Linked DNA regions of Mus musculus: all the other regions are linked to region 2. Evidence: chromatin contacts called from public HiCAR-type, HiChIP or PLAC-seq, Micro-C and promoter capture Hi-C data. All regions are on one chromosome and are shown on one strand. Each heading gives the region's core, a stretch centred on a gene start, on an enhancer-like site or on the middle of the called end of the contact. The rest is flanking DNA. Distances are from core to core; before and after follow the strand shown. Region 1 holds the start of Rfc1 (replication factor C (activator 1) 1). Region 2 holds the start of Klf3 (Kruppel-like factor 3 (basic)). Region 3 holds the start of Ube2k (ubiquitin-conjugating enzyme E2K). Region 4 holds the start of 5830416I19Rik (RIKEN cDNA 5830416I19 gene). Region 5 holds the start of Tbc1d1 (TBC1 domain family, member 1). Region 6 overlaps Tbc1d1 (TBC1 domain family, member 1). Region 7 overlaps Tbc1d1 (TBC1 domain family, member 1).

What was found. Promoter capture Hi-C pulls out the DNA fragments that hold promoters and counts their contacts. A called contact is a pair of places that touch in the nucleus more often than the background predicts. HiCAR-type assays count read pairs that join an accessible place to other places. HiChIP or PLAC-seq counts read pairs in DNA pulled down with a chosen protein or histone mark.
Region 1: a contact with region 2 is called in a promoter capture Hi-C map of pre-B cells, with 2.5 times the contacts expected there. The contact joins the promoter of Rfc1 here to the promoter of Klf3 in region 2. A contact is called at or near these places in 5 of 39 promoter capture datasets (cranial neural crest, liver, neutrophils and 2 more) and 2 of 115 datasets of contacts at active chromatin or transcription factors (extraembryonic endoderm stem cells and memory CD8 T cells).
Region 3: a contact with region 2 is called in a Micro-C map of embryonic stem cells, with 11 times the contacts expected there. The contact joins the promoter of Ube2k here to the promoter of Klf3 in region 2. A contact is called at or near these places in 3 of 484 Hi-C or Micro-C datasets (embryonic stem cells and erythroblasts) and 1 of 115 datasets of contacts at active chromatin or transcription factors (memory CD8 T cells).
Region 4: a contact with region 2 is called in an H3K4me3 HiChIP or PLAC-seq map of embryonic forebrain, with 4 times the contacts expected there. The contact joins the promoter of 5830416I19Rik here to the promoter of Klf3 in region 2. A contact is called at or near these places in 1 of 39 promoter capture datasets (the HPC-7 cell line) and 6 of 115 datasets of contacts at active chromatin or transcription factors (astrocytes, bone marrow-derived macrophages, embryonic forebrain and 3 more).
Region 5: a HiCAR-type map of astrocytes shows a contact between it and region 2, with 2.9 times the contacts expected there. The contact joins the promoter of Tbc1d1 here to the promoter of Klf3 in region 2. A contact is called at or near these places in 7 of 39 promoter capture datasets (the HPC-7 cell line, HPC-7-derived erythroid cells, cranial neural crest and 5 more), 1 of 15 datasets of contacts at CTCF or cohesin (large pre-B cells), 7 of 484 Hi-C or Micro-C datasets (B cells, the HL-1 cell line, LSK cells and 4 more), 14 of 115 datasets of contacts at active chromatin or transcription factors (the NIH/3T3 cell line, astrocytes, bone marrow-derived macrophages and 10 more) and 1 of 9 other capture datasets (liver).
Region 6: a contact with region 2 is called in a Micro-C map of embryonic stem cells, with 4 times the contacts expected there. The contact joins the enhancer-like site here to the promoter of Klf3 in region 2. A contact is called at or near these places in 5 of 39 promoter capture datasets (the C10 cell line, cranial neural crest, frontonasal cranial neural crest and 1 more), 5 of 484 Hi-C or Micro-C datasets (all in embryonic stem cells), 22 of 115 datasets of contacts at active chromatin or transcription factors (the SCID.adh cell line, astrocytes, bone marrow-derived macrophages and 16 more) and 2 of 9 other capture datasets (adipose tissue and liver).
Region 7: a promoter capture Hi-C map of neutrophils shows a contact between it and region 2, with 4 times the contacts expected there. The contact joins the enhancer-like site here to the promoter of Klf3 in region 2. A contact is called at or near these places in 8 of 39 promoter capture datasets (the C10 cell line, the SN4741 cell line, hippocampal neurons and 3 more), 4 of 484 Hi-C or Micro-C datasets (brown adipocytes, cerebral cortex, cortical neurons and 1 more), 13 of 115 datasets of contacts at active chromatin or transcription factors (T-cell acute lymphoblastic leukemia, astrocytes, bone marrow-derived macrophages and 10 more) and 2 of 9 other capture datasets (adipose tissue and liver).

What each region holds. Positions count from the first base shown.
Region 1 is chr5:65,334,201-65,337,093 of GRCm38.p6, forward strand. It overlaps Rfc1 (replication factor C (activator 1) 1), which reads right to left and starts at 1,439. Exons shown (of 25, transcript NM_001347357.1): 1 at 1,324-1,439. The coding sequence starts at 1,326.
Region 2 is chr5:64,802,096-64,805,114 of GRCm38.p6, forward strand. Klf3 (Kruppel-like factor 3 (basic)) reads left to right here and starts at 1,426. Exons shown (of 6, transcript NM_008453.6): 1 at 1,426-1,696. It overlaps Gm38457, which reads right to left. Exons shown (of 2, transcript XM_006504241.4): 1 at 1,955-3,019; 2 at 275-1,864. The coding sequence starts at 2,194. The coding sequence ends at 1,400.
Region 3 is chr5:65,535,853-65,538,552 of GRCm38.p6, forward strand. It overlaps Ube2k (ubiquitin-conjugating enzyme E2K), which reads left to right and starts at 1,393. Exons shown (of 7, transcript NM_016786.4): 1 at 1,393-1,694. The coding sequence starts at 1,632. It also overlaps a transcript of Smim14 not described here.
Region 4 is chr5:64,043,655-64,046,573 of GRCm38.p6, forward strand. It overlaps 5830416I19Rik (RIKEN cDNA 5830416I19 gene), which reads left to right and starts at 1,319. Exons shown (of 3, transcript NR_045384.1): 1 at 1,319-1,344; 2 at 1,495-1,533.
Region 5 is chr5:64,158,764-64,161,517 of GRCm38.p6, forward strand. Tbc1d1 (TBC1 domain family, member 1) reads left to right here and starts at 1,497. Exons shown (of 22, transcript NM_001310611.1): 1 at 1,497-1,742.
Region 6 is chr5:64,236,042-64,238,860 of GRCm38.p6, forward strand. The region is part of intron 2 of Tbc1d1 (TBC1 domain family, member 1); the gene reads left to right. Among named protein-coding and RNA genes, the nearest start is that of Gm46913, 9.9 kb to the right of the region's middle. Within about 2 kb of position 1,385, at least 26 of the 459 cell types and tissues checked have an H3K27ac peak or open chromatin away from gene starts, as enhancers often do. A contact at or near this core is called in astrocytes, bone marrow-derived macrophages, embryonic stem cells and 2 more, where this site is marked.
Region 7 is chr5:64,211,548-64,214,247 of GRCm38.p6, forward strand. The region is part of intron 2 of Tbc1d1 (TBC1 domain family, member 1); the gene reads left to right. Among named protein-coding and RNA genes, the nearest start is that of Gm46913, 34 kb to the right of the region's middle. Within about 2 kb of position 1,359, at least 50 of the 459 cell types and tissues checked have an H3K27ac peak or open chromatin away from gene starts, as enhancers often do. A contact at or near this core is called in adipose tissue, bone marrow-derived macrophages, liver and 1 more, where this site is marked.

The DNA.
Region 1 (2,893 bases), core at 189-2,688, 530 kb after region 2:
CTCCAATTCCAAAGGGTTCAACACCCTCTTCTGGCCTCTGATGGCATCAGGCATGCATAGTCACAGAAATATACTCAGACACAACATACACGTTACAAGTCAAATAAGAATGTATTGGACTTGGGGGCTGAACAAATGGTTCAGTGGTTAAGAGTGCATATTGTTCTTTGCAGAGACCCTGACTTCCAGAACTAACACCCACAGAAAGCAGCTCAAAACCACCTGTAACACCACCTCTGGAGGATCTGACACACTCTTCTGGCTACCATGGGCCTTCAAACATATGTGTGCATACACAAACTATGTGTGCATATACAAACACAGATACACATAACTAAAATAAGAATAAATATTTTCCAAAACAACACTTCAGATGAATTTCTAGACGGTATTTAAAGCAAACTCACATATTATCCCGAAAATAAAAAGGCCGACTCTGGGTGGCTACCATCACTATCTTTTTTCCCCAAAGAATAAAAAACAGAGAGCTGAAACTTTTTCCAGTTTGGTGTAACACTTTTCTCCCCTGCATGCTGGTGTTCTGACAAGCTTAAGAATAATAAAAGTGTGTGTAAGTGTGATTGTTAAATATCTTGTAGATTAGCTGAACATCTTCAGTGGTCCAGTAAATTAAAAATTATTTCCAACTTGTATCTGTCTCCTATGCCAGGGACTTTCAAACAATTTCACTTTCAAACTATTTGAATGTCCACTACATTGAATTATTGAAGTTGGAACTGAGGTTTAAAAAAAAAAAAAACTACTTATCGTAACAGGTGATAAGAGATGACAGCTGTCAAATACAGAACATCCGTCTGTACTCGCCGTGTTTTTATTCCTGGTAAACCAGGATCCGCTCAACTCCTATAAATTATTCTAAACAAAATAAACAAATAAACTTCCTTGTGTCACAGCTGACACTCGCTTCCAGGAAGCTGATTCAAGCTGAAGGCCCGAGCAAACTTCTCCCTGCGAAAGCCAAGTGTGACATTCTTCCACGCAAAGCTTGAAGTCGGGACTTTAGGAAGCACTCCAACAGAGATGATTTGGGACAAGGCTGTACACGAAAGTAACTTTTAACGCCCCGTCCAAATCAACTTTCTTCTTCCTTCCTCCCTTCCCCCAAGAGTCGGGGGGGTGGGGATGTGAAATTGCCGCGTAGCAGCCACCTCCCTGCAGCTGCGTCCCTGGTGCGCCCCGCACCCTAAGCCGGGCCCCTCGGAGCCCTCTGCATCGTCCTCCCCATCCCGCACCGCGGCGGCGCCCCGTTCACACCCCCGCCTGCAAAGCCTCTGTAGCTGCACGGCCTCCCGGGCGGCTCACCATCGCAGCCCCACGACCGAACAGGAGCAGGTGGGCAGGCCCGTGGCTGGGGTAATTCGTTATCGGGGCTCGGGATCCATTGGCGCCAACAACTTCTCCCGCGAAGTAGCAGAAGCGCGGGCGGCGGCGCGCGGCGATGACGTCGGAGGCGCGCGTTCCCCGCGGCCCCGCCCCGAGGCGGGAGCTGCGCACTGGGTGCAGGACCACAGCCCTAGCAACCGGAGGGTTGCTACCTTGTAGGACGGCGAGTGCGCGTGCGATCGTGGCCGGGAGACGCCCAATTTGGGATCTGAGGCTGACTTCCTCTAAGCCGGGTTCCCAGGTGGCTTCCTTCCTGCAGTACACGCACGTGCTGCAAGGGCAGTGCTCTGTAGCCGCTTCCAGAAGTTCTTACTGCCACCACGGTAGGATGAAGTGTATTCGATGCGCCCCGCAAAGGTCAACTGTTCTCATCAAACTTTACACTGATTTATTTTATTTTTAATGTTTGACCTATTGATTTTGGCTCAAACTAACAGACCCTTAGTGAATGGACATTTTTTTTAACTTTTTAATACATTTATCTATTGAAGATGGAATGACAAGCTGTGGTCAGAGAACAACTTTCAGGGAACCTTCCATCACGTGGGTATATGTTTGCATTTAACGGACTGTTTACAGTAAAGGCATTTTGTTTGTTTGGGGGGGTTGTTTTTCTGAGGCAGAAGATCATGTGACTTGTCCAGGTCCCAAACTCCTTATGTAGCTGAGAATGACCTTGAACTTCTGATTTCTCTACTGCCTCCCAAACGCTGAAATCTCAGATATATGCCAACACTCCTGCTTTACACGATGCAAGGGATCAAACTCAGAGCTACTGTGAATGCATGCAACCAACTGGGCAACCCTCAGCCCCAATGTCTTTGCTCTAAAACTACCAAGCTAAGAGAACTAGCCCCCGGGACTGGAGAGATGGCTCAGCGGTTAAGATCACTGACTGCTCTTCCAAAGGTCCTGAGTTCAAATCCCAGCAACCACATGGTGGCTCAAAACCATCCGTAATGAAATCTGATGCCCTCTTTTGGAGTGTCTGAGGTCAACTACAGTGTACTTACATATAATAAATAAATCTAAGAAAGAAAGACAGGAAGGAAGGAAGGAAGAAAACTAGCCCCTTAATTCCTTCCTAAAGCTTCATTAAGTCTCTTAAAGAATAGTCAAATCTTTGACATAACCAAGACACGCCCACACAGGGGAAAAAAAAAAAAAAAACAAGAAAAGATTTAGGATAAGCAAGCTTTGGAAGCTGCTCTTGCTATGAAACTCTAGTGGGCCTGCCTCCACCACCCCACTGCTGGGATTATAGGGGTGGTAGCCCACACCTGGCCAGCAAGTTTCCTATGAGTAAATGAGCAACCTGGTTGTGGAATAGAAATTAACAATTGCATATAACTTTAAGAGAAAACGTGACTATCAAAGAATTTAGTGTAGAGGGCAGTATCAAACTTTGGCCTTGAACTTTGAAATCTTTTTCTAACCACTTCTTGTTGGGTCTTGTCATTTTATGACACCATATCTACTGGGAAAGACA
Region 2 (3,019 bases), core at 176-2,675:
TGGAATGTGAACTAGTGGGTTCTGGGTCTCCTCAGGACAGACAATTTCAGTGTTGGAGGTTACTGGGTTCTAGTTTAATTGTACCTTGTAGTTACAACAAGGAGTGGGGAATCTATGTATCACTACGTTTTAAGTAGTACCATGCCTGGCTGAAGCATCAAAGTGAAGTGAGAATGGTGAACTTACAGGGCCTTTAAAACATCTTGAAGTAATAACAAGCCATAGACTGAAGCCGGGTTGTTTTAAAACATTACACAGAACTAAAACAATTGAACCAATTTGTCCTTTGTTCTTTTTATTGCGTTCCTTATTACATTAATACTGTTTTAAAAGGAAACTCAAAAGCCTCCGACTCTAGCCTAGCACCAAGCTCAGCGAAGTTGTCCTCGCGCTGGCCTGGTTTCCACGGAAAAAGTGCCTTGAGGCTCTTAAAGTGTGAAAGGAAAGGTCCCGGGGCTGAGCCCCAGGCCAGCCAGAGCTCTCGCCCCAGGTGGGAGGATCTGCCCGAAGTTTGCTAAATTTTCTGGCAGCAAGGCTGACCAGCGAACGCCTTTTCGCTCCAGAGCATCGGGCCCTTGGGGAGTCGCACTCCTCCGGGGGTCTCCACCTTTCCAAGAAAAGTCCCTCCAGGCTGGAAGCGGCCCCTGCAGGGTAGGCGAAAGAACAGGGGCGACCCGAAGTCTCCGAACAGCGCCAGCGCGCAGGCTGCAGCGCGACCCCTGTGCACAAGGCAGCGATCGCTCCTGGAGCACCGCGCTCCCCGACGTAGGGACAGGGCATCCTGGGCCGCAACACCCGCTCCACCGCCCTCTGCCCGGGAGGGGCGGCCCTTCCCGCGGGAGCGAGTGATTGACGGCCTCGCTCCCCCACTCCTCGGCTCGCCTGCGAACCCGGGCTGTGTGTTTTGGAAGCGGCGCTAGGGGCCGTAGAGCGTGTGACGCCCGGAGCGGGCCAACGCCGCCCTTCCTTCCCCCCGGGGCTCGGGCCGCAGCGAGGAGGCCAGGACAGCTAGGGCGGGGCCGCGGGCTCAGGGCGCCGGGCGGAGCGCTCAGGCGGGGTGGAGGCCCAGGGTGGAGAGCCGGGCGGGGGCCGCTCACGCCCAGCCCCGAGGCCGCGCCGCGCCTCCCGGGACAGGTCGAGCCGGCGGGGCGGCGCCCGGCTCCGGGGAATAATGAGTGTCTGTCAGGCTGGCCCCGGGTGACTGGGCGGGGCGCGGGCGGGGGCGGCGCGGGAGGCGGGGGCGGGGAAGGGCAGGGCGGGGTGCGTGTTTGCCAGTGACTCGCCGACCCCTCCGGCGGCTGCCTCCACCCAAGTGGGTGGGGACCCCTCCCAGCCCGGGCGGCTGTGGCGGCTCCCGCTGCCCCTCCCTGACCCTCCCACCCCGGCTCCCAGCCTCTACTTACCCCGCCAGCCCCGGGGAGGCTCGCAGAGCGAGCGGCGCCGGCGTCATGTGACTGCCCAGAGTTGGTGCCAAGGAGCCAGAGGGGAGCGGGGAGCCGAGCCGCGCGGAGCCGCGGCCGGAGCGCAGTGCGAGCGCCACCCGAGCCAACCCCACCCGCGCGTCCGTGCGGTCGCGGTCCCTATCCCGGACGCCGTCCGGCCCGAAGCGCTTGACCTGCCGGCCCGCGGGGTTCCGGGCGCCGGGGAGCCGGGCCTGGGTTTCTTGGCCGCTGCGCTCGGCACCGCGCTTGGCAGAGTAAGTCCCCGCGCCCTCACCTTGCCGTCCTGCGCCCCGCTTTGCGCCGCATCTGCTTGCTTCTCTCTCTTTCTCTCCTTTTTTTTTTCCCTTCGGAGAAAGCAGGACGCGGAGAACGGGTTCGGGGTGCAGCGAGGGCTCCTTCGGGCTTGGGAAAGTGCTTCGGAGCTGGGGTGGAGGAGCGAGGGGGAGGGGATGGCGGGCGGGATCGTGGGATAGGGGAACTCGGTGGATTGGGAGCCCGCGGGCGGGGCTCACCTGTGTGGTCCCGGGTCCCCCGCGCTCGGTTCCCATCGGAGCCCCCGGCGCACCCCGCGAGCGGCCGCGTTGGAAGGAGCCAGGTAGCGGCGAGGCCGCGCGCCTGCTCCTCCCCCTCCCGCCTGGACTCGGGGCTCCCGCCCCCCGCCCGCGCCCCCCAGCTGCCGCCCAGCAAACTTGGAGCCCAGCCTCCAGCGCCCCTGGCGAGAAACTTGGGGGCGATTGGGACTGAAGAAGCATCCCCTTTTCCGTACCCGGAGCGCGCTAACTGCTGGGTCATTTGGCTTGTGGGGGAAGGCAGGGGGGAGGAAAAGAACCACCGAGGTTTGGAGAGACTGCCTTTGGGGACTTGGAGAGAACCTGCCGCAGTGCCTGAAGCAAAGGATTGCAGCGTGGCTAGCAGTGCAGAGCGCCTTCGGTGTTAGGGAACCGGAGCCCTGTAGGGACCACAGGACAGTGGTGTGGACCAGAACCTTTGGATAGCTTGGAGGTGGCAAATAAGAGTTGGAATTGTCATATCCATGTCTTTGGCGGATAACAGAAACACTTCTGTAAATTTTTACTGCAGTACTTACAATAGTAGTATTTTACAATAATACTAATTGAATATGAATGAGCCTTTGAATAATTCAGGTTAAATGGACACTGGATAATGTTTACCTTGTATTCTTCAAAATAAACACTTTACACAGAGTCATTGAGATTTTATTTTACACGGAGTCATGAGATTTGGTTCTAAGAACTTATATTTTTTTTCCTCTAATATTGTTGGAGATACTTTATTCTCAAGAGTGGTGTTGGGGGGGAAGTATGAATTGGTATTCTGAATTCATTTGGATTTGATATCTTGTCACTAAGCAAAATTGAGTGAACGTGGGCCAGTTAAGATAAATGAGAACTTTATGCATAAATTTGAGGAACACTTTTTATAAGAAATTCTGCTTGCATGATAACTTGCCTCATCCCAGGAATGTAACAAACATCTTAATAATTTTGTAAGTTAGGGTTTATGAAGAAAGAGCCCCCTGAGTTATTCCGTGGCTTAAACGTGCGTGTTTACCTTAG
Region 3 (2,700 bases), core at 143-2,642, 730 kb after region 2:
TAGAAGTTTAAACAACCTCCTTATCTCACAGATGAGGGAAACATGATTCTCGAACTGATGGTCCTCCTGCTTCTGACTCCCAATCTAGGATTACAAGCTTGTACCACCACACTCAGCTAGCATTAGTCTTAAAATGGAATACGGAACTGATCGATTAGGTGAATACATGAAACATATTCCTACAATAACACCTTCATAATTTCAAAATGTTATTTTCTTTCTTTTTTTTTTATTTTTACTTTTTTGGTTTTTCCAGACAGGGTTTTTCTGCATAGCCCTGGCTGTCCTGGAACTCACTCTGAGACCAGGCTGGCCTCGAACTCAGAAATCCGCCTGCCTCTGCCTCCTGAGTGCTGGGATTAAAGGCGTGCGCCACCATGCCCGGCGCTCAAAATGTTATTTTCAAAGTACCTCTCAGCACCCACACCATATTGTTTTAAACTCTACTAACCACTTTCAAATAGCCTCTCCACGTTATTGCTCAATTAAATAATTTTACTCGTTTCTCTTTTCTCCACTCAACTATATTCACTCAATACAAGCGCCAAACACCTTTGTAAGTTTAAAGCTCTTTCGGCCTTCTATTTCTTCAACTGTCACTATAATAAATACAGTTCTTCACATGCTTAATCCAGTCATTCCCACAGCGTGGCCGCTGAAAAACGGGCAGCAGGGAGCTTGCTAGGAATGCCAATTCTTAGGTCCATCCACACTCTAGAGATAGGTGCTAACAATCTTAACCAGCTCTCCAGGGATTCCGAGGCACTTTCAAGTTTGAAAAACACCTTAGTTCTGCAGTTCAGCATTGATTATCTAAACAGGGCAAAGATGTAACTTCTGGCTTTTAAACCCATCACAGGCCTCTTTCTGGCAACACCTGTATCAATTACAAGCCGTGGGACACAACCATTACACAACCTTAAACATCTGTAATACCTGAGATGACCGAATAATAGTTGCCTTATCATGGTTCCAGAACAAAAGCTACGGCAGTGGATTTCCCGGGGGTTTACCAACGGACGCTGGGCAGGACCCAGTTCCTGCATAGCTTTTTCCTCCGCTAGACACAGGGAGGCACTTCGAGCCCGTGGGTTCTGGGTCTGGCCGAGTTAGAGCGGGGCTCGGCCCGGCTAGGGCCGGGGACACCCGCCAGGCCGGGCTCCCACCTCGGGTCCCAGCCTAGGGACTGGAGGTCTCTCTGTAAAGGAGGCCGAGGGGCAGGGGAGGACCCGGCAGGCCCAGACCCCGCGGACAGGCCGCGAAGCCGCACCCTCCTGGCCCCAGCCGCCGGCAGGGCGGAGCCACGCGGCCGAAGCCCCGGCTGAGACGCGCGGCGCGGCGCGGCGCGGGCTCGCTGCTGGAGACGTATGGGGCTCCCACTGGAGCGGCTGCGCCGCCCGGTCGGGTCAGCGTGGTGCGCATGCGCGGACCCGGCGCCATTTTGGTGGCCGGGCGCGGAGGTGATTCTACAGTGAGGAGGAACGCGACGGCGAGGGTGGCAGTGGCAGCGTTCGTGTGCTCGGGTCTGAATCGCTGAGGGAGGAGGCGGCGGCGGAGGAAGAGGTGGCAGCGGTGGCGGTGGTCGTAGCGGTGGCGGAGGAGGCGGGTACGAATCAGCTGCGGGCAGAGACATGGCCAACATCGCGGTGCAGCGAATCAAGCGGGAGTTCAAGGAGGTGCTGAAGAGCGAGGAGGTCAGGAACGAGCTACCGGACGCCCCCATCTCAGCCCCGGGCGGCAGGGCCCCTTCCTTCCGCGACCCCCGGCGGGCCCTGGCCGGCTTCGCTGCGGCCGCCTCTCTGCCTCTGGGGAAGCGGCGGCCTCCCCTCCTCCTCCCGCCGCCTTTCCCTCCCCTCCCCGGGCCCTGGGAGAGGCGGTCTCGCGGGCGGCTGGCCGGCCGGCCGGCCTGGGGAGGAACGGGGTTTGGAGGGCCGATGCCGAAGCACTCGTCGGGGGCACGTGAGCTCTAGAGGGAGCCCCGAGGCGGTGGCGGCAACATCTGGAAGTGTGACTAGGCGGTGGGGAAGAAGGAGCAGGCCGAGAAAACCCGGGAAGTGGGTTGGGGGAAGGGGAAAGGTAGTAACTGGATCCCCCGGCCGCAGCGCACCCCCCAGGCCCACGCTTTTCGGGGTGTTCTGGAGATCGCCGGCCGGGGCCTTTGCTGTCTTCTCCTTGGGGAAGGAACCTCCACAGTCTTTAGGTATAGACGAGGGGAAGACTTTGAGTTACTCCCTTCCAGTGTAGTGTTGGGGGAAAGGGAGACATAATGGGAAGGGAACTGAAACAATTTCCACTACAGATAGAGAAATAATTCCGAATGAGGTGGTAATCTCTTTTCTACGGACCCAGCCCGTAACTAGGCCTCATCATTGACATTTAAAGCTTTTAGTCTGGTCAAAGGCAAGTTGTTTGTTAATTAAATGATTTGAAGTAGGGAGAATAATGGAGTGTCTGAGTAGCCTATTTCAGAATACTGTTTACCAGTGTCAGGCTCTCCTAGGGCAATGCCTCTGTGACTAGTGTTGTACTGTGAAACTTCATTATGATGTCCCTCATAGTTAACTTGAGTCTCACTTTTAAAAACAGGCCTATTAAAAAACAAGGGATTTCATCAGATAACACGTTATTGTAGTTCACTATTGAGTTAGGTTTATTTTTTTGACACAATATTATAGCAGGAAATAGCATATTAAGAAAAAT
Region 4 (2,919 bases), core at 69-2,568, 760 kb before region 2:
AAAAACAGTCTGCATTATAGCAGCTTGCCCTTTATCCTAACAAATACACTAAGGACAGTTTAGACTCTCAGTGGTACCTATTCCCTTATTTGTCAAACACAACGGATATATTGTATCATTCTATTTGTTCCCGGGATAATAGGTCTCCAAAGACATCTCCAACCTGAACAGAGGGACAATGTTTCCCATTGTGTGGAGACAGAAGTGCCAGTGGCAGCCCACCTCTGCACCATGCAGCTGCTGGTGGGATGCTCTGGCCTCCAGGCCCCTTGGAGAATGAGTGCAAAGTGGTTGCCAACTTCCTCCATCACAAATACTCATGTGTCAGAGATTTTTAAATAAAAAATTCAAGAACAGATGGCAAAAGAAAGACTCGTTATATGTGTGCAATCTAGGCTTTGTCTCCTATGCATGTTGCAGTCTCTGTGTGTGTGTGTATGTGTTTGTGTGTGTGTGAAACCAACATTAATGTCATTTCTTGGGGGATAATAAGCTCATTCTGCTAGCCCCACTTATGGCTAATAACAATCAACAATTATTGATGCTTTCTTCGTTGCCACCTCCTCCTCATGAATCAGCACATGAATATTTATGTCCATGCTAATCAGCACAGAAGACTGCTGCAGACAGGCGTCAAATTACACTTCTGGGTTAGAGACAGCCTCCTCTTTTTGAGGCATTTTGATCAAGAAAAACTTGGTGGGGGGCTGATTTCTTGAATTTATTTATTATTTACTTACTTATTTTTGTTAGAATGAAGAGAGAAAGTGGCTGAAAGGCTTGGGTTGAAAGTATGAACGACCTGCATGTGTGAAGGCTCAGTTACTGGATGGTAGTTTTAAAAGGTTCTGTGTACCTTGAAGAAGTCAGGCCTTCTTTGGAAGCTGGACGTTGAGAGGGGATTGTGGGATTCCCCATCTGTCTCAGTTTGGTCTACACCGTTTTCCAGAGTGGTCTCTGCTATCCCAGCCCCCATGATGGTTTTCATATGCCACTCCCACATCCGAACACAAAACAAAGAAATGTAATAAAAAGAATAAATAAAATGTTATCTAAAGAGATCATGTCTTGGCACATGACACTTTTATCTGGGGCGGGGGAGGGTAGGCTGGGGAAGGTTGGGGAAGTGTGGGGGGGATGGATGGACAAGCACCTTGTTAGAGAAATAGTCTGAAGGCTGAGAGTCTCCTCCCGTGGCCCTGTACTCGCTGGCGGTAATCCTAAACTGTAAACGTCTATCTGTCTATCCGTTTTAAACCACAACACTTTGCGACTTCCTTGTTTCACCCGCTCTGCTTTGGTCTGAACAAGCACTCTCAGTGCCACCCATTATTCTGCCGGGAGGTATGTGTCAGAGCCGGTGTGCGCGCCAGCTTCGCCAGCTTCGTGTTGGATGAGCTCGCTGTTCGGGGAGGGAGGTGAGTGGGGGTGCAGGGTTATTTCTAGAATGGCAGAGGCAGTATAGGATAATGTAGGAACGCTTTCTATCCTCAGGGTTGAAAGAAGATGGAGAAATGGCGACTCCGTTTCCAGGTAACTGTATCTGCATCTCTCCTAAGAATCCTGCTAACTCACACTGGTGTAGAAGTTACCATGATTGGGTCCCGTGCTGATTTGTACCTGTGTTAAAGCACTGAATCCTTTGAAGTAGATGTAGTCGTTGGCTACAACAATATGTGTGGTGGTAGCTGTATGACTCAAACCTACCTAAAGTTCTTAGCCACTGTAAGAGACTATCGGAGGCTGACTGAGGTCAAAGAGCCACTTATGTTTTGTGCCCTGGCATATGACTTATCCAGAGGCTCTTTGCTTTATTGCCTCAAAATCCTTCTCCTGGCCAAGCCCTGTAATCTCAGAGCCACAGTCAGTTCAAAGAGAGGATGTAGGTCTTCTCCTATTGTCTGACCGGCACCACTTCTTCTTAACACGGGTCAGTGCTGAGAGTGGCTACTGGTGTGTGAGCTAATGTTCTCTCTCTCTCTCTCTCTCTCTCTCCCTCTCCCCCCCTCCTATGAATCATGGCGTTCATGTCCTTAAATCAGTCATCCCTTCACATGACCAGCCCGGCAGACAATACAGTGGGTATGAGTACGGAGCTGCAGGCTGGCCACCGGCCAAGGGCTCCGGGTGGGAAGAGCAGGATTGCTGCCTGGCTCTGAGCCATGTCACATGCAGCAGGGCTTGGGTGGCTCTCCAGGGGACTCTTTCAGGCATACGAAACAAAAAGCAAGGGCCACACTCAAAGTTAAAAAGCTCTGTCACTGTTGGGTTTTCCTGTGGTTATTTTCCAAGAAAAACAAACAAACGTTATGACTGCTCTACTTTTGAAAATAAGTAGCAAGAAATTTGAATGTTAATCCACTGGCAGTAAAAATGTACTCTGTGGTTCTATGTCATAAGCAGTCACAGACACAGAAGTCTAGACACAGTTCTGTCCTTTCCAACTACGTGATGTTGGTCAGTTCTGTGAATTCTCTGGGTTTCGTTGTGCCTTGGAACCAGATGGAATACATTTATCTCGTAAGGATGCTCTTATCCTTAGTTCCTAGCTGAACCTGTTATCACGAGAGAGGTAGTGAGGATACAGTGCGAGAAAAGATATTTCTAGAATGACAGACCCAGTGTTGGGTATATGAAGGGTCTCTTTGCCTCCTGAAGAAGGGAGGCGGAGAAAACTGGAGATGCAGGGTTGTAGATTTGGTGTATTGCTTGTATTACGTTAATTGGGTTCCCAAAATTACATGGGAATTCGCACGTCTGCATGTAGGACGCGGAGGGTCCCTGCCCCCAGTTGGCTTTGGTTAGGAAATAAAGTTGCCATCGACCAATGGCTGGGCAGGGAGACAGAGGTGGGACTTTTAGGATTCTCAGGCAAGAGAGAGAGAAAGGAGAATCGCCATGCCATGAAGGGAATAAGAT
Region 5 (2,754 bases), core at 247-2,746, 640 kb before region 2:
GCTCCAGAAATTCTCTGTCCCTTCTATGGTGGAGACTGCCAGGCAGGGTAGTTAAGCAATAGGTCCAAATGTGGCTGGGATGCTCCTTCAATGGCTGGCATGTCGCTTGTCTTGACGTGGTGACCTTCTGGAAGTAGCCATGGTCTGTAGGCCACAGAGCGGGAAGGACAACTTAACAATGGGGTTGAAGATAAAAGCATGAAACAGTGATAGTATGATGCTGAAGACGATAGAGTTTAGCTGGATAACCTGATCTTTTCCTGCGGAGCATTTTCCACGAACCAATCAACACTCTTTTCCTTAGACTATTCCTGGCTATATCTATTCTCATTCATTCTCTCTCTCTCTCTCTCTCTCTCTCTCTCTCTCTCTCTCTCTCTCTCTCTCTCTCTCTCTCTCGATCTGAAACTAGGAAGACAAACTATGGTGTAATAAAGAATGAACTAACCCCACATGGCAGCTACGGAGGGCTCTAGATACAATCCAAGCCACGTGCACCGCTCACTTTTCTTGGATCCCTTCTGCTCTTTGGAGTGAGTCTGCCTCTTTAACTTGCGGGAATGGTGCTTTGAGAGGTTTCTGTGGCTCTCTGGCGTGCACACAGACGCGCAGTGCGTGCGTGTGTGTGCTCCGCACGCAGAGAGGGAAAAAGCGCGCGGTCCGGGCTCTGCGTCACTCCCCGCACCTGGCCAGAGATGGGTTTAGTAGAGGCTAATCCGCGGAGGGCACTTCATCCCGGGTGTTTCTCTGAGTCCCCGATTTTGCTGCCTGGAGTGCCAGCGTCCCATCCTGCTTCGGTTCCTGGTTCCCCCCACCAGCCCCCATCCTGCCATTCGACCCCAATGCAAGAAGGATGAGGCGGGGGAAGGGCTGGTGGCTGGGTGGCCTGCGGGTACGCTGCGCAGTGATCTCCGGGTCCGTTTCGGAGGGTGCGTGCAGAGAAGCAGGATCCCTCAGGGAGCGCGGGCTCCGCTGCCACCTGCTGAGAACCTCGCACGCCAAAACAGCCTCGGGCAGGGCTACCTGCTATAAATAAGCGGTCAAGAGCCCGGTGTGTGACCACACATCCCGCCGGGAGGGCCATAATCACTTGTGAGCACGCAGGGAATATTCCGGGCCAGGACTTCGCGCTGAGGCTGGATGGGGTGGCGATGCTTGCACCTTCCCCGAGCTCTCGTGGGGTGGCGCCTGGTGGCCCCTGGGCGGGCTGAGGATGGACCGCTGGGGAGCGAGGGGAGGGAGGCCGCGGAGGACCCGCACTGCAGCAGCTGTTGCTCGCCTGTGACTCGCCAGTCTGGGCCGAGTCGCCTAGCCAGAGTCGCTTGGTGCGGAGGGGAAGGGAGGGCATCTACTCCTGTTCTTGGCTCCCGGGGGACTCACTAGGGAGATTCCGGCTGCTGTCCCCCTCCCCCGCCTCTGCTTTCCCCAGCGCTCGCCCAGCCCGGGAGGAGGAAACGCGAGCGAGCCGCGCGCAGACACCTCCTCCTCCTCCTCAGCTGCTGTCGCCGCCGCCGGCCACACCGCGGTGCCTGTTGCTGCAAGCCACCTCGGACCGACCGTCTCTTCAACCCGCAAGAGAAGCAGAGACTGTGGAGTGGACCCCCACCCCAGCAGCGTGGGGCGGCAAGAGCACAGCCAGCTGAGGACCATGGACGCCCCGCCCGCCCAGGCCATCTTCTGGGTGCCCGGGAGCACCTGCGCGCCCTAGCTCAGCCCGGAGTTCTGAGCGTGCCACCTCACTGGTAGGTTCCACCTTGGGTCCTTAGGGTGCGGGGCAACCCTCCACTTCCAGCATGCCCCTGAGCTCCCTTGCTGCAGAGAAGGCGCGGTCCCGCCACCCAAGGGCGTTGCTGCCGGGTCTCTTGGGGTGCTCTGGTGGGGGAGGGGGAAGAGGCGGGATTTCAGAGCTACCTTGTTGTCCTCTGCTTGGGGGTGGGGGGGGGGGGGAGAAACCTTGATGCTTTCTGCGCTGCGACGAAGGTGCTCAGGTCCCCTGCTCCTCCTCCTTGCATATCCCGCCCCACTCCCTCCCGCCAAATATCACCGGGGCACAAGTGTTTGTAAGGCATCCAGCTCGGACGAGGCCGGTCAGAGTGACCCCAGGCCGCCTTTTGAAAGTTCAGGGTACTTTGCAGCGGTAACTTTGGCAGCTTCTCGGTGCACGCAACATTTCTTTCTATGGGCACATCCTGTGCTGGTCATTTTGAAACCCGGCTTGATTGTTTCCTAGCAGCTTCCGGGTTGCTACGTGAGTAAGAGGCTCACTCTAACTTCACAGGTTGCTGTTCTCTTCTTTTCTAAAAGATGTGTCGTTCTGTTTGAACCCCACCTAGGTGTGGCGTTCCTGGTTGTGATTTTATTTTAAATGCCTTGTTCTCCGGAAGTTGCTTAAAAAGGAAAAGAAATTGAAAGTGATGAGTGTTTCTCTCAGCAAACATCTTCAGCGCCCTGGTACTGATGATGGCAGGCATTCACCTCCTACGTACAACCCTCCTTCGTCCTCTTAGTGGCTGCAAGCCGTTCTTCTATTTAGAGCCAGGTGTTAGAAGGGAATTTTTGAATGACCTAATTTAAATGGGTCACACCCAGGAAGCTCAGCTGTCTCTACAAGTCTAAACTTCTAAACTTTTTGCGTTGCACCTCCATGGGCAAAGATCCCTTTTAAGACCCCCTCGATGTGAAGTGGGATTCCCATGAGTTGGAGAATGGCCACACTTAGGCTTTATTGTTTGTGGAGCCTGCTCAAGGTGGGAG
Region 6 (2,819 bases), core at 135-2,634, 570 kb before region 2:
CACTTAGAAGGCAGAGGTAGGCGGATTTTCTGGGTTCAAGGCCAGCCTAGCCTGGTCTACAAAGTGAGTTCCAGGACAGCCAGGGCTACACAGAGAAACCCTGTCTCGAAAACAAACAAACAAAAACATATGCCATGGTTTCACTTGGGTTTTTTTCTTTCTATATTTTGTTTTTTATTATTTTTTGTTTGTTTCATCTGCAAGAGAAACCTAAAAAAAGAAAATCAGTGACCTTGAAATTGGCTGTCTAGGGAACCAAAGTGGAAGAGGTACTTTTGTACCTCATACTCCAACACATTGTTTAAAAATTTGAATTTTTTATGTAGTAACCATTCAGTTTATCAAGTTCAAAGTCTTTGGTGTAAACACTTCTTTGTACTTACATCTTTGCTCAACATAACATTAGAATATTATCACAGTCTAGGAATTGGAGTAGTGTTTGATGAAAATGATACTTTGCCTCCTCTCCTTTCTTACAAAAATACATTTCAAGTGCTATTAGAACCAGTAGACAGCAGAGCAGTTGCAAAGTGCCGGGGCAAAGGACCAAGAGGGACTTTTCGGGTTGTGCCAAACAAGGTGGGACCCTCAGAATTGGTCAGGGTGACATGGTGAGGAAGAAGTCCTAGATCTTTTGAGACACAGCGTGATGCCAGTGTGCTCTCCACAGCTGGAGCCAGCCGGCTGTCTCCCTTCCAGTCCTTAGTTAGCATGTCTTGCCTCTGCTCCCGGGGCGTCCAGGCTAGTCTGTTTGCACCCTCTTTTCACTTCAACTGGCATGTTCTCTTGGCTTCCACTTGTATCACATGGTGCAAGTGTTTCTCCAAGGAAGATGACAGCTAAGGCTGTGAGCTGGATTTTGATAATCTTAACAGGAATGTTGTATTCGACAATGTTTTGGTAGACTTATCTGAAAAAAACAAAAAACAAAAAACAAAACAAACAGTAAGCTGGGAAGATCATTTCCTAGTGTTCTTGCTCTTTTCCTGCAGATTATTTCATATCTGTCGCGTGTTATAACAAGAAGAGATGTGTGAGCTCTGTTGGCTTATTTTGACCCGAACTGTTCTGGTTAAATTTGCAGAGCCTGTTTTCTCATTCTGAAACAAACAAACAAACAAACAAACACCAAACCCTTCATATCTGTTTGTTTTTTTGTTTCCTTTTGTTTGTTAAAATCTATTTTTGACTAACATCAGAGTATGAATAGGAAACTGAAGACCATTTGTAAACATAGTCTGTTAGAACCTGGTTGGATAGGTAGTTGGGTTGAGTGGATGATGGTTGCACAGTGTGAAGGGCTGAGGGAACAGAGATGAGAGACGACAACACTTGCATCCTTTGAGCATTGTGTAGTTTAGGTGGGGGAGGTGGCCTGTAAGGGAAGGTTAATTGCAAATTAACTAGGCTGTGTTTGCAGGGCTCAGCCAGGGTTCTGGGGAGAATGGAAGGTGAGGTCTGTGTGAAATCTGTAGGAAAGGGCAAACAGGTCACACACAGTGTGGGAGGCTAAGGGAGAAAGAACATGGTTAGGAAGCACTAGTGGGGAAGAAATAGTACCCTAATTGATTGTCCAACACCAAGTAGTTAGCCACTCTCAGCATCCTGTAGTTAACTAGTTACATAGTTACCAGTTTGTCTAGGAGTGGAGCCCCCAGGAGATTTCTACTTTAACATGTCTGTCAGTGTCTTTGTTCAGGTCTTGTTTAGGCATCTATATGGTAGAGGTATCATGAGTGAATCTTCACTCTCGTTCTAGGAGAGACAGCCTGACAGATTTCCTGGTCCTTGGGCTCTGATAATCTTACCACCCCTCCCCCACATTCTTGTGTTTCACAGCTGTCACAGTCGCTTCCCACTTTTAGTACCTTGCATAATTCCTTCTAACACCAGTTTTTTTTTTTTTTTTTTTTTTTTTTAATCTTGAGGAAGGCCTATTATTTTAACCAAATTATTGATACTTGGGTAGATTCAGAAATGAAGGCGCTTTTTTTCATCCCAGCACATCCTATTTATGGTTGTGGCTCAGGTGTGGAAATTCTGGTGGAACTTAGTTCTGTTGTTCAAAGTGGAGTGGAGCTTTGAATGTGATTCCGTTTGTTCTCTTCTGCATAAAGAAGCTGGCGATGAACCAGAGCAATGAAGTCAATTTTGGTCACTAAGTTCTCATAGCTAGTTTATGGCTAAACTTAACCCCGAATTTCTTGTCTCTGGGTTTTGTATATATTAAATATTGCCTTGCTGACTTGTGAGTCAAAGCTATACATATCTTTGAAACAATGTATTGTATTTCTCATATCTTTATTTAACCACATGAGAGCATACTTGTGAATTTCAGATCATGGTGGGCATGGGAAACGTCAGGGGTGGGTAGGAATTATGAGCAGTGGTTGGGGTGAGTGGAGAGCCTTTACTTATGAAGGGTGTCATTAACACAAGGCCCGTGGCCTGGGAGAGCAGCTGTGTGAACGGTGTGCAGGTAGAGAGTATGGCCTGAACCTTTGCAGAGTGAGACCATTGAGGTCCAGTGTGGCAGAGTATCCCTGGCGCTGGGCTGTGGTGACTCACTGGTCCATTTATTTAGTTCTCTTGTTCCCAGGAAGACTCATAGGAAATGAGCTATATGTATAATGGATTTCCTTTCCTTCAATAAGGGTGATGGATTTTGTTTGGAAAAGCATTACCTATATTGGGCATTTAAGAGAAGGGGAAACTTGAATTAACATTAAAACATGGAGAGGAAGAGGTAATTACATATCTGGACACTTTATGTGTGCCAGCCATGATGGGAGTAGCCAAGTTCTGTAACATACCTGATT
Region 7 (2,700 bases), core at 109-2,608, 590 kb before region 2:
GAAGACACCCAGTGAAGCTGTCCCTTATAATTTGTCTTCAGTTCCAGCTTCCCCTTCTGTTTTCCCACGAGCAGAAGCAGCACGAGCCCTCTCTGAGTGTACCTACTTTAATCTTGGACTTCCAAGCCTTTGGAACTAAGTATGGGCTGAACAAACCTCTATTCATCTCTCAATGTAGCCATCTCAGGTATTCTGTCATGGCAACGGAAAGGGGGCTGAGGCAAGTTCCACTTCCAACAGATCCGAGGTGAATAGAGAGAGTTGAATAGAAGTCAGGGTGGATTATGTTTTATTTATTTATTTTTTTTAAAAAGGTGGCTTTATTAAAGGGCAGTAAGGAGTGAAATCAAAAGCCAGTTAGAAATTAGAAAACACTGTTCAACTGAGCTGTATGCCTTGGCTATTCTGCACTGTTCTTGAGAGGTTTGGAACATTCTGCAGGTCTGGTGGGTGGATGTTGCTTTTGTTGTATGGGTATGGGAAAAGGGGCTTAGGCATCAGGTAACTTGCCCAAATCTCACTGCCAGAGAAAGTGATGGTACTGAACTTCCCAGGCACGTCTGTCTGACTTCAGGTCTGGGCTCCTTGCAAGAGGTCATCCTGGCTCTCAGATCCTGTGCTAGGAGTGTAACGGTCATCCTAGCTCTCGGAGCGTGTCTTAAGTGTGTAAGTTCCTTATTGGAACAGTGGTCTGTACCATCATTGGCATTTTGTTTAAATACAAGTGGTCATGTTGCTCCATTCTACTTCAGCTTTCCGTGCTCGCTCAGTCCTCTCAAAAGGAGGCCCGCAGATTCTGAGAGCATGGTTTATTCCTGTAGACAAAACAGGAGACAGGAAATAGCAAAGGAGAAGGGGGGAAAGGCCAGGGTCAGGTCAGGATCTTCCCACGTCTTCTGTTCCCAGCTCATCAGGAGACAAATGAAGGCATGAAGGAAGTCCTAGAAGCTAGGGCGCAAACTTACTTTCTTGGGGCAGAGGAGAAAAAAGATCATAGCAGCTGGTAATACTTCTAGTTAAAGTATCAGTTGTCTTAAAATGATTGCTTAGTCAGTGTTGATAAACTTCCCTTTTCCTTCTCCTTCTCCTTTCATGCCAGGGCCTTGGATTCGGTTCGAGGCTTTGATGGAGACCTAGGTGGCACCTGGTGTCAATCTGAATCACCTGGGAGGCTCATAGGGGTTCCTGTGTAGTTGCTGAGTTCCATGACATAGTGAATTTCCTAAATTACAAGCTTGTTAGCATTGCGTGTTTGTGGGTTTTGCTGATACTGGTGAAAGTGGGTGGTGGTTAAGCCTCTGAAGGTGCTATTTCACAAGAAGCCATCTAGATGTAGCTAGAGACAAAATAGGTTGCATGTTCTGGGTTGCTTCTCTATGAAAGGATACTCAGAGCTAATCTCCAGAGACTATGCAAGTCTCATTGCTAGGATGCCCTACTGGCTCAGAGAGAAGATGTCAGCCTCTCTCCCCTGAAGACAAGTCCTAAGATGGCTGGGAACTTAAGTGCTTTGCCTGTGTCTCCCACTACCAAGAACCCACAGGGGCAGACACAGTGACTGTTCTGCCCACTGTCAGGTTGAAACACTCACCATTATCCTGGAACTGATTCTGTGGTGGGGTTTTCTAGACAAGTAACCTTTTGTCTCGGGTCAGCAGGTCAAAGGTGAGTGTCTACTGGGTGTGGGCATCTTCTTCCACCCATCCATGGCTCTTTACTAGGTGAAATAGATTTCCTCTGCAAATAAAGATGTCATATTGAAGAAATGCTAGGCCCCTCTTCTGAAAGAGTCATATATCTCAGAACTTAGGCCAAGTACCAATAGTCACATCTTGGGTGACAAGACGGGAAACATTTCTGGAATAAAACTCCCTCATCATAATCAGCCTTTTCCCATCAAATAGGTATGCAGTCTTGAACAGACTAACTGCTTCTAGCTGGCCTCTTGTATGTATGTATGTTTGTATGTATGTATGTATGAATGTATGTATGTATTCATTCACTCACTCACTTTACAACCCAATATCAGCCCTTCCTTTTCTCCCAGTACCCCGTCATGTAAGTCCTCCCCCCATCCCACCTTCTTCTCTTTTGAGAAGGGGAAACCCCCCATGGATGTTACCCCCCCTCCCCAAGTAATACCACCCTCACCCATAACATTGCTGCAGGACTAGATGCATCCTCTCCCATATATCTGGTCGCTTAGTGCTATAGTTGGGGATGCTTAAATATGTTTAAATGTTTGCAGTTTTAGTGCTTAAGTTTATAGTTTTTAACTGGATGTCTGGTACCCAGTAAATACATATATGTTTCTGTGAGAGGAGAAACGCAATAAATATTTGTTGGATAAACAAATTAACCAACCCCTCAGCTTTCCTCTTCACCACCTGTTTGTAGTTTTAGCTGTGTGAGAACTCCCCGGCTCTAATACCCTTTATTGTTTGGTTGTGAGGAGATTAATAACTATGGTATTATTTGGTTACATTATTACTATTTTCTTAGGATTATTATGAGGATGCTAAAAACCGGACCAACCAAGGGAATGCTTCAGAAATGACTAAAGTCCACTGATGGGTACATCTTGTCGTCAGCACAGTGTCACAGTTGTGCCTCTCTCAGGATCTTTAACATCTCCACGGTAGTCTCTAACCGTAATCATTTAACTTAACTGTGTTTTTAGCAATGGACAGGAACTCTTTC